Regions from separate parts of the Mus musculus genome. Here region 1 is linked to region 2. Evidence: chromatin contacts called from public Micro-C data. All regions are on one chromosome and are shown on one strand. Each heading gives the region's core, a stretch centred on a gene start, on an enhancer-like site or on the middle of the called end of the contact. The rest is flanking DNA. Distances are from core to core; before and after follow the strand shown.

Region 1 (5,833 bases), core at 3,183-5,682, 45 kb before region 2:
CACACACGGTTCAATTCATTTTCAAATTCTAGTTTTCCAGCCAATTCTTCAATAGTTCGGATACTTGTATGGTCTTAAAACAACAAGGACAAAAAGGACATACGGCTTTACAGCTCTACTTAGAAGTTCCTGAGGACAGTCCAGGCATAAGATAAAAACCACAAAACTGATGTACTCATGAAAGAACCTGTCTAGCCTGATACCTGATAGCTACCACAAGCTAGCAAGCCCATAGACACACATAAATAGAAGAGCACTGCCAACTGCAGAATTCCTGTCCCAGCACAGACAAGCGAGCACCAATATAAGGTGGGCCTGATACCTTCCCTTTACCCCAGAATTCATCTGACCCCAATCATCGGTATGAATTAAACACACAACATAGGCTTGATTTAATGAAACTCCATGACCTATGGAGAGTGACAATATGGTATGAAAAACAGGGTCCTTCAGGTAATCCAAATGTGGACTGGTGCTGGCGAGGTCTAAGGAAATGACAGGTAGAAGCAACGGCCAGAGACAGTCAGTCCTCCAAAGTTATAAAGGTTCTGGGGCCTCCCACTGGGCCCTTTCTAACCTGTAGATTTTTCCAGGTCAGTAGTTTCTGGCAATGCCTGAGGGTATGTATCCCTCCATCAGGAGCTGCTGGTCCACTGTGCAACACAAGTCATTTAGAAACAGCACACAGACACAGAACATACAGACACAGGACGTTTGTAGGATGAGTGTCCAGCTGCTGGGTGTGGTAGTGCACAGTGATAATCCCAATATACAGAGGAATCAGTAGGAAAAATTTCAGTTTGAGACTAGCCTGGCCTACCCAGCCAGATCCTGTTTGAAAAAGGAAAGCTTGGCATGGCCCTAGGGAGTCTCAAAACTAAACAATAACCAAAAAAGTGGGGGGTGGCCATGGAGAGATAGATGACTCAGCTGTAAAGAGGACTTGCTGTTCTTGCAGAAGACATGGGTTCAGTTCCCAGCACCCACATGGCTTACAACTCTGAAATTCCACTTCCAGGGACTCCCATCACCCTCTTTTGGCCTCTATGGGCACAGGAATGCACATGCTATACATACATACATGCAGGCAAAATACTCATACACATAAGATTAATAAAAAGAAAACTGGGGCTTGAGAGAAGCCTCATCAGCTAGCAGCCCTTACTGATCTGCAAAGGACCTACGTTTGGTCCCTAGCACCCATGTCTGGTGGCTCACGACCACCTGGGATTCTAGCCCCAGAAGGATGCAATAGCTCTGGCCTCTAAGAGTGCCCACACTCACATGCATATACCCACACTTAAGACACACATAGACATAATTAAAAATAAAATTAAAATATGAAAAAATAGGACATATAGTACTATGCTAACTAGCTACTTCTAAGGGAGATGTGAAATTTTGGTTTTTGCAACAGTCTGTGGCCTTGGCTGGCCTGAAACTCAATTTGTAGACTAGGCTGGCCTTAAAATTCCTATAGATCTGTCTGCTTCTGCCTTCTGAGTACTGGAAGGATAGGCGGGTGCCATTCTCCCCAGCTACAAGGAAGACTTCTTCCACTACAGTAGAACAGTAGACTATCTGCTGTCTCTTCCCCCTTAGGCCTATATCCCTTTTTTTTTTTTTTTTTTTTTTTTTTTTTTTTGCAGCTCTACACTCAAGGACTAAGGCCTAGAAGCTGCTATCTGCTCCCCAGGGACCCCCAGATCATTATTAGAAACTGTAATGATATTACTGCTGTGTGACCTCATTAGGTTATCAGTTCTTTGAAGAAAGGAATGGTATTTGATTTTTTTCATTGTCTGCTGTGAGCAAACAGCAGATGTGTGGACTCCTGGCGTGTTGAAGGTCAGAACATGTGGTCTGGGCTCTCTACTTACCAATCATGTCTAGCAGATCCTTTGTGACCTCTTGGCTAGAACTGCTGAGCAGTACATTTGGGTCAGCTTTTAAATCTCTCTCCATATCCTTCCTGCGGTCCAGATTGGGGGCGGGGTTGAGGGGAGAAGATGGGGAATTAGATATTCTTTCAAGAAAATATTAAAAAACTTCAGAAAATCCAAAACACAACCGATTTATTGTTTTTGAGACAAGGTCCTCACTATACAGTCCTGGCTGGCCTTGAACTTACTGTGTAAACCTGCTTCTGTATCCTGAGGGCTTGGGATTCAAGACATTAGCCATCTTGCCCAGCCAAGACGAAAATGTACTGGTGACCACCATTTATGCTATGACAATATCAGAAACTGGAAACTAAATCCGTGAAGAAACTAAGAGCCGTAATGACCCATTCCCATTACAGGCTGCATTCATCTTTATGAAACCAATACATATATTTGCAGTTAAATGGCTTCTCAATTTCTTGATTTTGGGATAGGCAAGATGACCAGACATTTATGTCCCATCTCATGCAATCATCCCTGATCTAGGTCAGGATGCCTGGGATCAGGCAGTTTGTTTACTTAATAGGCCTAAAGGAGACAGTCCAAAAGCACCCCCCAGCCCCCAGGGACAAGTTTTCTCTGTGTAGCCCTGGCTGTCCTGAACTATAAACCAGGCTGGCCTCAGTCAATCTCAGGTCTACCTCTTCTGCCTCCCAAGGGCCGGGATTAAAGGTGTGTGCCATCACCACCCAGCTGCCAAAAGGTTTTTAAGATGGGTGAAACAAAAACAAGGTAAATCCAGGAAGCAGGGCCTAGCCATAGACTTAGGTGTGGGAAAGGACGGTAAAAGCCAATGCCCGGTCTCTGAACATGTTATTACAACGCTGCACATTATTTTTTGTGTTTAAACCAGGTTTCTGCAGGGCTGACAGTTCACGCCTACATTTCTTACACTTGGGTCTTTGCGAGTATGACAACCCGAGTTGGCTCCCTGAACCCACAGGGCAGAGTCCACTCCTGAAAGGTTCCCTTTGACTTTTGTAAGCATGCTGTGGCTATACACACACACATAGAATTTTTAAAATGAGAAAAAATTGGCAGCTGGAGTATGGCTGGCTCAGTGGTTGAGAGGGCAGCACTGGCTGCTCTTCCAGATCTGAGGATCCCACCTGGTACCTAACAACTGTCAGTAACTCTAGTTCCAGGGGATGTGATGCCACAGCCTTCTGGCCTCTGCAGGCAAAACATCTACATGTACAAAAGACAAACATTAAAAAAACTTAGGGAAAATCCTTAAAGTATCAAACCAGACAAAACATTGCAAAGGCTTGTAGATCAGCGGGAGTGCCTGCCCCAGCATGTGTGAGGCCTTGGATTCAGTCCTTCGCACTACCCACAATTTAAAACTAGCTCAACACCTATTACCCTTTGGTACAGTAGTTTCGATGACTGTTTGGAAAATAACCAGGCTTTCAACCTAAACACATAAAAACTGTTTGCCGGCCCACATTCTAAAAACCATGAATTTCTTGTGTACAGTCAACGCTCCAAAGAGGAGGCTAGCTTAGTCATTAGATCTGAGATCTTCAACTTTTTTGTTTGTTTGTAGACAGGGTTTCTCTGTATAGCCCTGGCTGTCCTCGAACTCAAGAAATCTGCCTGCCTCTGCCTCCCGAGTGCTGTTTGTTTGTTTGTTTTTTTAAACAAACAACGGTTTCTAGAAAGCTATCGAATTAAAATCACCTTAAACTATCTTTTCTCCAGTCTTCCCCATCACCTGCAGCTCTCCAAAACTGTCTGTCACGTGCCAAAATGGAAGACTGCATCAAGACATTTTCCTTGCTGGTCAGAGGTTTCCTTTTGGGGTATAGAGGCTGCTGAAGTTTTGAATTAACCGGAATATGGTGTGTCCCGAAGGCCGGGTTCTCACTCTCAGGAGCACACGAGGCACCAGAGTATGGGGCAGCAGAGGGGCAGGCAGCCAGTGGGTTTCTGCAGAGGAGCCTGTGTACCGGCTGGGAGGTGAGCGACGGGGCGTCCAGCCTCTGCTGGGCTGTGCACTCCTGAGAATGCCTGACTCCTTCAAAGGCTCGGTCTATAGCAGCAGTCAGCTCCTTTCTGCATCTTCGTAGTTTTTCAGACATTTCCCTAAAAGCGACCATGCTTTCTTTTATTAAGTGATAATTGTAAATGCACGGAGCAACGGGAAAATGATGCTTCTATACAGGAGGCTGGGATTCAACCTCGATTTCGAGTATGACCTACGGTTATACAACATCATCCTTCGTTCTTTTCCTCGGAGGGGCGGATCACCCGCCATTCTCAGAGGACCCAGGGTCACGGGATTCTCAGAGGACCCAGGGTCACGGGGGAGGGCCCGAGACGCCCCGCCTCACCGCCCAGAGCTTCCTTAGCCTGTAGGCCGCTAAGCCTTTTCCCTCCACCCACTACTGCGCCCAGTTGCTGTCTGGGCCCCCAAACTATGGCCAGCCTAGACAGGACGGGGCCCCGTTGAGTCCTCACCCAGCCGTTGCCGCACAAGAGTGCCCAACGGTCACTGAGTCCACGTTCCAAGACCAGCGATTCCCAACCCCCACCTACTAGGTTAAAGGTCGAGGTGAAGACTCACATGACCCCAATGGGAACAAAGGCCCTAGAGCTGGCCTGTTAGGTTGCCGGCTTTGCCACTAGGGGAGTAAGGGAAGGGTTAAGGAAGAGAATCCGGTCTGGAGAGGGTCTATTACCGAAAAAGTATTTTCTTAAACCTTATTAACTAGAATGTTTGGAGATCTGAAAAATACCCATTGTGTTCTTCTGAAGCTAACGTGGAGAAACAATGCCACACACTGCACCCAGTTTTATGAATAGACTTCTTTTAAGGGAGAGCTAATGAAAGTTCCACATAGAATCACTTTATCAAGGGCAGTGGGGGACAAAACAGAACTTCTAGGAGTCTGTGAGAAACTGAAAACAATAGCCCAATACTAACTTCATTTCATAACCGGGAAGGCGGCTGGAAAATTCTGAGAGAACAAGAGAATAGAAACGGGTTTCAGAGACAGTTTAGAAAACTATAAGCCCATCTCAATGAACAGCAAAGAACTAGAGGACAACATCAAATTTGCTGGAGGCTTGGTTTACTGTGGCCAGACTACTGGGGTGAGCAGTGTGGGCACCAGAATCCAAAACCCAGTTCGGAGCAGCCCTGCAGGTGGGTCTTCATGGCTGCACCATGCTCATTGCAGGGTCTTCCTCTCCACTCTTTGGAATCCATGAGACACATGCCACTGTGCACCAAACCCCAGCCCACAATTGAGCTCCACAGGTTTTTCTCTCACCACCCGTTTAAAAGAAAAAATAATCCAGCCTCTTAACATAGAGCCCTTCTCAGAAAGCAGGGTTTCTCTTTCCTTCCTCTTCTCATAAAAGGAGGTAATGTCCTCATCTGGTTTGAGATTGATATGAGCAGTCTTCAAGAGTGCCACAGATATTCTCCTGGGGGAGGATGCTGGTGTTGGGAGGGTGGCAGGGTCACAGAGGCCACATCAGTTGGTGTCCATGTTGTAAGCCTCCTCATCCCCCATGCCCTGGTGTGAGCTGCTCAGCTTCACCCCTCCATCAGAACCGGGGAAACTGCCGAGCGAAGATGTGCTGGAGCATTCGTCATCCCGACGCTGATAGAACAACACGTAGGCGGCTTTCGTCTAAAACACAAGGAATGGGGTCCATTCACTGATAATAAACTCACCCCACCCCTTTCCTAGCACCTGTGATCCCAGCAAGGCGAGGGGGGCCTGACAGGAGGATTCTTTTTCCAAGGTCAAGGCCAGCCTGGGCTTCAGAGTGAAACCCTATCTTAAAAAAAAAAAAAAGCAATCTTAAACTGAATGTGGGGATGGATATCTGTAATACCGGCACTCAAGAAGCAGAGGTAGGAGAATTACCCTAAG
Region 2 (6,425 bases), core at 3,358-5,857:
CACCTTTAATCCCAGCACTGGGGAGGCAGAGGCAGGCAGATCTCTGTGTGTTCAAGGGCAGCCTGGTCTATATACTTAGTGCTAGGGCATTCAGGGCTATGCAGAGAGACCCTCTTCTTGAAAACAAAATCAAAAACCAAAACAAAACAGAAAAACAGCATCAATGCCCAGACCAATTACTGGATATACTGAATTTGATCACAGCAATGAAAGAAAAGGGGAGGGCATGATTCCCAGTTTTCAGACTATAGGCGCAATCTAAAATGACTATTCTTCTTTCTTGTTTACATACAAATCCAAAAACCTAAAAAAGAAAAAGAAAACTAAGGGGCCAGCAAGGCAGTTCAGCAAGGACGAGCACCGTTGCTCCTGCAGAGGACCAAGTGCGGGTCTAGGCACCTCTGCGGAGCAGCTCACAACCTACTGCTCCAGGGGAGCCTAAATTCCCTTCTGGATCCCCAGGAACTGCACTTCACATGCACAGCTCATTCAGATCCACATCCATACACACAATTAAAAAACAGAAAGTAGAGACAAAACGTTACGAGGTAGACAGGTAAGATGTCTTCTGAGAACCAACTGCAGAAAGCTATACTTTGGCCTTAACATACACAGTGACTCACTGGCACACACATCATACACATCCTACATTGTGCACATATACAGTAAAAATAAAAATATGAAAAAAACATTAGTATGCTATAAAATGTGGCCGTTCGAATGAGGATGGGCCATTTAAGCTCGCGTGTTTGAATCTTTGGTTCCCAATGGTAGTACTGTTTGGGAAGGATAAGGAGGGGTGTGGCCTTGCTGAAAGAGGTGTGTCACTGAAGGGTGGTCTTGAGGTTTCATAAACCCTCACCTAGCTCTGTCTGTCTCTAGTGTGTCTTCAGACACTCCAGAAGAGAGCATCAGATTCCGTTATGGATGGTTGTGAGCCACCATGTGGTTGCTGGAATTTGAATTCAGGACCTTTGGAAGAGCAGTCGGTGCTCTTAACCACTGAGCCAGCTCACCAGCCTCCCTCAGCTACTTCTTAGTGCCACACTCACCTGCTGGTACCAAACTCTTTCCACCACGATAATCCTGAACTAACTTGCTGAAACTGTAAGCCAGCCCCCAATTAAGTGACTCTTTATAAGTTGCCATGTTCATAGTGTCTCTTCACAGCAACAGAACGGTAACAAAAAAGGCATGCTTCTGCTAGAAGTAGTTGTTTAGGGCAAAATAACTACTTGACTTTTCCCTAATAATCTGCAAAGACGTCTACTACAGATGTAAAGGAACACGTCTATGTCTTCACATTATGAAAGTTTCACACTCATGAGGACCATGGTAGAGATACACGCAGCCCCTGACTGGCCCATGAGAACTACAGTAGAAAACTGAGCATACTCCACCTGAGAAGAGTCCGGAGTTGTCAATAGGTCCAGGAAACAGGTTATGCTCCCCGACATTGTACATGTCCCAGCTGTCAAAGCCCACATACTTCTTCCACTGCTTGAACCACCGGCTGTCAATAAGATACCTAGGGAGAAATAGCAGCTACATATAAAATACAGCTGAATAAAGAAACACAGTTTTAAAAACCCAAAGCATTATGTTTTGCAGCTCTCCTTTAATTTTCATCTTTAGACACCTACCTTAAGCTCCTTATGGTCTTCTCACCAAGGTAATATACAATTCTCACAAAATCACGTTTGGGGGGAGGGGAGCTTTTCAAGATAGGGTTTCTCTGTGTAGCCCTGGCTGTCCTAGAACTTGCTCTGTAGACCAGGCTAACCTCAAATGCAGAGATCTGCCTGCCACTGCCTCCTGAGTGCTGGTACTAGAAGTGTGCATTACCGCCACTGTCGACTAAAATCACACTCCTAATATCAAGAACAGAAGTTAGCCCCACATGGCAGAGAGGGCCTAATCTATGCCAGGTATTCACTAAGAAAAATGACTGCTAAGAGAATAAGTAGAGGAAGTTTGTGGTGACCCACATCTATGATTCCAGCATCTGTGAGGTCCAGGCAAAAAGGTCAATCTACCCTGCACAGTAAGCTTGAGGTTCCCTCCCTTGGGCTACAAGAGACCCTATCTGTAAAAGACAAAACAAAGCTACACATGCTAGCACATGCTGGCCTTTACATCCCAGCACTCAGGAGGCATAGACACTTGGATGTCTATGAGTTCCAGTCCAGCTTGGTCTACATAGGGAATTCCAGACCAGTCAAGGTTACCTAATATGACCACGTCTGAAAAAAAATGAACAAGGGACTGGAAAGATAATTCAGAGGTTAAGAGAGTCTTGTGCTCTGCCAAAGGACTCAAGTTTGGTTCCTAGCACCCATGTATGGTATGCACAACTCTAGCTCCAGGAAATCCAACAGCCTCTTCTATTCTGCATAGGCATCTGCATGCATAGCGTGTGCCATACATTCTCATATTCCTCTCCCTCCCCCCCCTCTCTCTCTGCCTGTCTCTTTCTCTCTCACACACAAGACACTGCGATCACTTATCTGTAATCCCAGCACACAGGAGGCAGATGCAGAAGAGTCTGCAAGTCTGTGGCCAGCCTGGCTACATCTCAAGTTCCAAACCAGTAGGGGCCACAGGGAGACCTTGTCTCAGAAACAAACAACCAAAACCATAAACGATTATTGAAAGAATTTTAAAACTAATTAACTTTGGAGATGGCGGGGGGGGGGGGGGAGGTGCACCCTCAGTATGTAGCCCAGGATAGCCTTGAACTAGAGAGATCCACCTGTGTATGCCTCCCAGAGGCTGGGATTAAAGTTGTGTGACACTATGCCTAGTTAGGATTTAATTTATTTCAGTTTTTCGAAACATGGTTTCTCTGTCTGTCCTGTCTGTAGACTGAGCTGGCCTCAAACTCTGAGATCCACCTGCCTCTGCCTCCCAAGCGCTGGGACTAAAGATGTGTGCCACCGCTCCTGGGCTGAGTTTTTCTTTTTAATTATGCTTTGGTTATGTGCCTGAGTTTGAGCATGACTCCCAGTGCCCACGGAGGTCAGGGGAGTTGCTATCCCTGGAGCTGGAGCTTGAGTTACAGATGGCAGGGAGGCACCAAACCCGAGTGCTGGGCCTCAGACTCAGGCACTGCAAGAATAATCTAAGTTCTCAGATGCTGAGCAGTCTCACCAGCCCATGAGCAATCATTTCAAATGGACTCTTTCTACAAGTAAAACTATGTTACTAAGTTATTAATCACATTACCCACCACCATTTTTTTTTTTTTTTTGAGACAAGGCTTTTACTATGTCACTGAGGTTGGCCCTGAAATTTGGCAGCAATACTCCTCCAGGACTAAGACTACAGGCATGAGCATCCAGACCAACCTGAATATTCTTTCTGTGTCATCCCTTTGCAGAATTTCTAAAGTACCTCTCTCTATTTGTCTGGCCTTTCACTGGCTCAATTTAAACACCATAAACTACACCTAGACCACACCCCAAACACATAAGTTCTGTTCTCTTTTTCAGTCCTCATATTGGTCATAATCAATGAGAAACCTACCCTATTATTTGACTCCTACACAGCAGCACCACCCAGGCATTTCTCCCCGACTGGGGAGTACAATCCCTTCTAGTTAACAATCTCTTAAGAGGCCTCATATTTGAATCTGCTCTAGTAAACCTGGAACTTTTTTTTTGGGGGGGGGGTGCTGCTCACTGTATGAGACCAGCCCTGAACCTACAGCAATCCTACAGCCTCTGCTCCTGCAAACCAATAAAGCATATGCCAGCGTGCCTGGCAAAGTCTTGTAACTTTCGATCTTCTATTTTGCTCCAGGAGTCAAGCTCCCCTCCCTTCCCCTCCCCTCCCACTCTTACATCTAACTACTGCTACAATTGTCCCGGACCATCTGACAACTGGCTTCTAGTTTTTGGCTTTGAATCCTGTCCCACGGTTTACAAGTTACAAAGTATCACAGTTTACAAGTTACAAAGTATCCACTTCGGATCCTCTCTCCACGCCAGGAGCGTCCTAAGCCACAAATTGCTACCGAGGTTTTAATTGTTAAGGATCGGAGGTGTGTAAGGGGTGGAAACTTCCCCCACCAAGGTCACCATCAAGCGCCCAAGTCTTCGGTGGTTAAGTGCTTTCCCCCACCTTCCCGCTCCCGCCGACCCCAGCGCGCCCCCTTTTCTATATTCTACACCCCCTGTCCCCGCCGGTCCAAGACTACTGTGAATCCGAATGGACCGGGACAAACCCCACGCCTGTCAGCGCTGTCCCCCAGCTGATCCCGGGGTTTCTTTCATCAGCGGCCGCTGTCAAGCCACTCTTTCAGACTCCAGGCACCGCCCCCGGCCCGCCTCCACCTAAAACTGAGGACAGAGGTCCGGCCTGAGGGCCAGCGAGCCGGCTAGACGCTCTGCGCCGCAGGAGGGCAGGGCGGACGCTCACCACTGCGCCCCACGTTGGAGCGTGGTCCCCATCAAGGCTCCGAGCTCCGTCTTCTGGGTCTCCACATCCGGTCGCTCACGGCTGCCCCGGCCTTCCGCCATCTCGTCCGCCGCCCCGGCCCAGCCGGCCCGGACATCCGCCTAGCGCACGGCGTGCTATGGGCCGCGCCCACGCACGCACGTAACCACGCACGTGCGCGCGCCCGGCACCGCCGTCGACTTTCGCCTCTTCTCCCCGCCCCCACGCGCTGTTAACCCCCCCCCGCCCCCTCCGGAGCCGAAGCGGACAGAAGCAGGCTGGACGCCCAGAGGCGGCGGCCACATCCACCCGTGTCTGAGCGGCTCCTGCGATCTGACTGCTGGCCCGCCCTCGACCCATCAGTCACTCGCTCCATCCTGGCCTGTGAGGTTAGCCTGATGCTAAATCCGTGCAGGAGGAGCCTGCCGCTTGCTTTTCTTGTTTCCACTCGGTTCCATGCGGCTTTCAGCAAGACTGCCTAAATGCGAGATTGAATTTACTGCCTCGGCAGCCCCTGTAGCCAAGTGCACACGGACGCATTGAGATCTGGACTGTCCGGTGTGGTCCAGCCATTAATAGTTGTTTCAAACAAGGGCCGGCGCGATGGCTACGTGGGTGACAACTGGGTTTGATCCCCAGAACCCGTGTAAAAGTGGAAAAAGAAAACTGACTCTTTAAAGTTGTCCTTTGTTCTCGACACAGACACTGTGGCACGCGTTCGCCAAACAGGCACACAATAGTGAAATTTGTTGTTTGTTTGGGACAGGTTTCTTCTAGCTGCTGTCCTGGAGCTGTTTATGTAATCTAGGCTAGTCTCGAATTTAGGCCCATTTGCCCTTTTCTCCAGAGTGCTGGGATTAAAAGCATACATCACCACACCTGCAAAAAACAAAAATAAAGTCATAAATAGACGCAAAAAACAAAGTTGTCTTAAACAACTTTGTATCCTGTCAGCCATCCAGGTCAAGGAGAGAGTAGCAACCACCGAAGCCGACAGAGGTCCAGGCATCTTAATTTTTTCCTGAAACAATGATTCCGTTTTCTTCCGGGCGGTGATGGCACAGGCTTTTAACCCAGCACTCAGGAGGCAGAGGTAGGCAGATCTCTGAATTCGAAGCCAGCCTGGTCTACAGAGAGAATTTTAGGACAACCAAGGCTACAAGAAACCCTGTCTTGAGGAGAAGAAGAAGAAGAAGAAGAAGAAGGAGAAGGAGGAGAAGGAGGAGGAGAAGGAGGAGAAGAAGGAGGAGGAGGAGAAGAAGGAAAAGGAGAAGGAGAAGGAGAAAAGGAGAAGGAGGAGGAGGAGGAGGAGGAGGAGGAGGAGGAGGAGGAGGAGGAGGAGAAGGAGAAGGAGAAGGAGAAGGAGAAGGAGAAGGAGAAGGAGAAGAAGAAGAAGAAGAAGAAGAAGAAGAAGAAGAAGAAGAAGAAGAAGAAAAAGAAAAGATTGCAAGTCTTGAAAATCTTGCTCTGGAACAGGTTTAAAAGCATGGTAGAAAGCCATCTGTGGAGATGCCCGGGCAACTGGTGAGCTTTTGCTTTTCAGGCAAATCCTGTTTTGTTTCGGTTTTTTTTTTTTCGAGACAGGGTTTCTCTGTGTAGCCCTGGCTGTCCTGGAACTCACTCTGTAGACCAGACTGACCTTGAACTCAGAAATCCGCCTGCCTCTGCCTCCTGCTGTGGTTAAAGGTGTGCACCACCACACCTGGCACAAATCCTGTTCTTAACAGTAAGGCAAGTAAAACAGTTTCTTGGCGGATAGGAAAGCATGTCCTTCAAAAAACTAATACAAAACAAACGAACCCCCAATTCCCTCACCTTCCCAGTAGATTAAAAAAAAAAGATACATTTTATTTTATGTGTATGTGTGTGCGCCCTGCATAAATGTATGTGCACCACCTGTATGCAGGCACCCTCAGGCCAGAGAGCATTGTAACCCCGAGAGCAATGGTTCTCAACCTTCCTTATGCTGGGAGTCTTTAATACAGTTC

Evidence for each region. Hi-C and Micro-C count contacts between places; a contact is called where the count stands out from the background.
Region 1: a contact with region 2 is called in a Micro-C map of the G1E-ER4 cell line, with 2.2 times the contacts expected there. The contact joins the promoter of 1700102P08Rik here to the promoter of Usp4 in region 2. A contact is called at or near these places in 15 of 39 promoter capture datasets (the 3T3-L1 cell line, 3T3-L1-derived adipocytes, cranial neural crest and 8 more), 19 of 484 Hi-C or Micro-C datasets (the G1E-ER4 cell line, the NIH/3T3 cell line, Th1 cells and 10 more), 13 of 115 datasets of contacts at active chromatin or transcription factors (the HPC-7 cell line, the SCID.adh cell line, bone marrow-derived macrophages and 5 more) and 4 of 9 other capture datasets (adipose tissue, embryonic stem cells, liver and 1 more).

Annotation. Positions count from the first base shown.
Region 1 is chr9:108,391,433-108,397,265 of GRCm38.p6, reverse strand. It overlaps 1700102P08Rik (RIKEN cDNA 1700102P08 gene), which reads right to left and starts at 4,432. Exons shown (of 4, transcript NM_053216.2): 1 at 4,407-4,432; 2 at 3,627-4,031; 3 at 1,881-1,972; 4 at 1-73. The coding sequence starts at 4,027. Usp4 (ubiquitin specific peptidase 4 (proto-oncogene)) reads right to left here. Exons shown (of 22, transcript NM_011678.2): 22 at 4,737-5,587. The coding sequence ends at 5,429.
Region 2 is chr9:108,346,013-108,352,437 of GRCm38.p6, reverse strand. Usp4 (ubiquitin specific peptidase 4 (proto-oncogene)) reads right to left here and starts at 4,607. Exons shown (of 22, transcript NM_011678.2): 1 at 4,420-4,607; 2 at 1,401-1,528. The coding sequence starts at 4,520.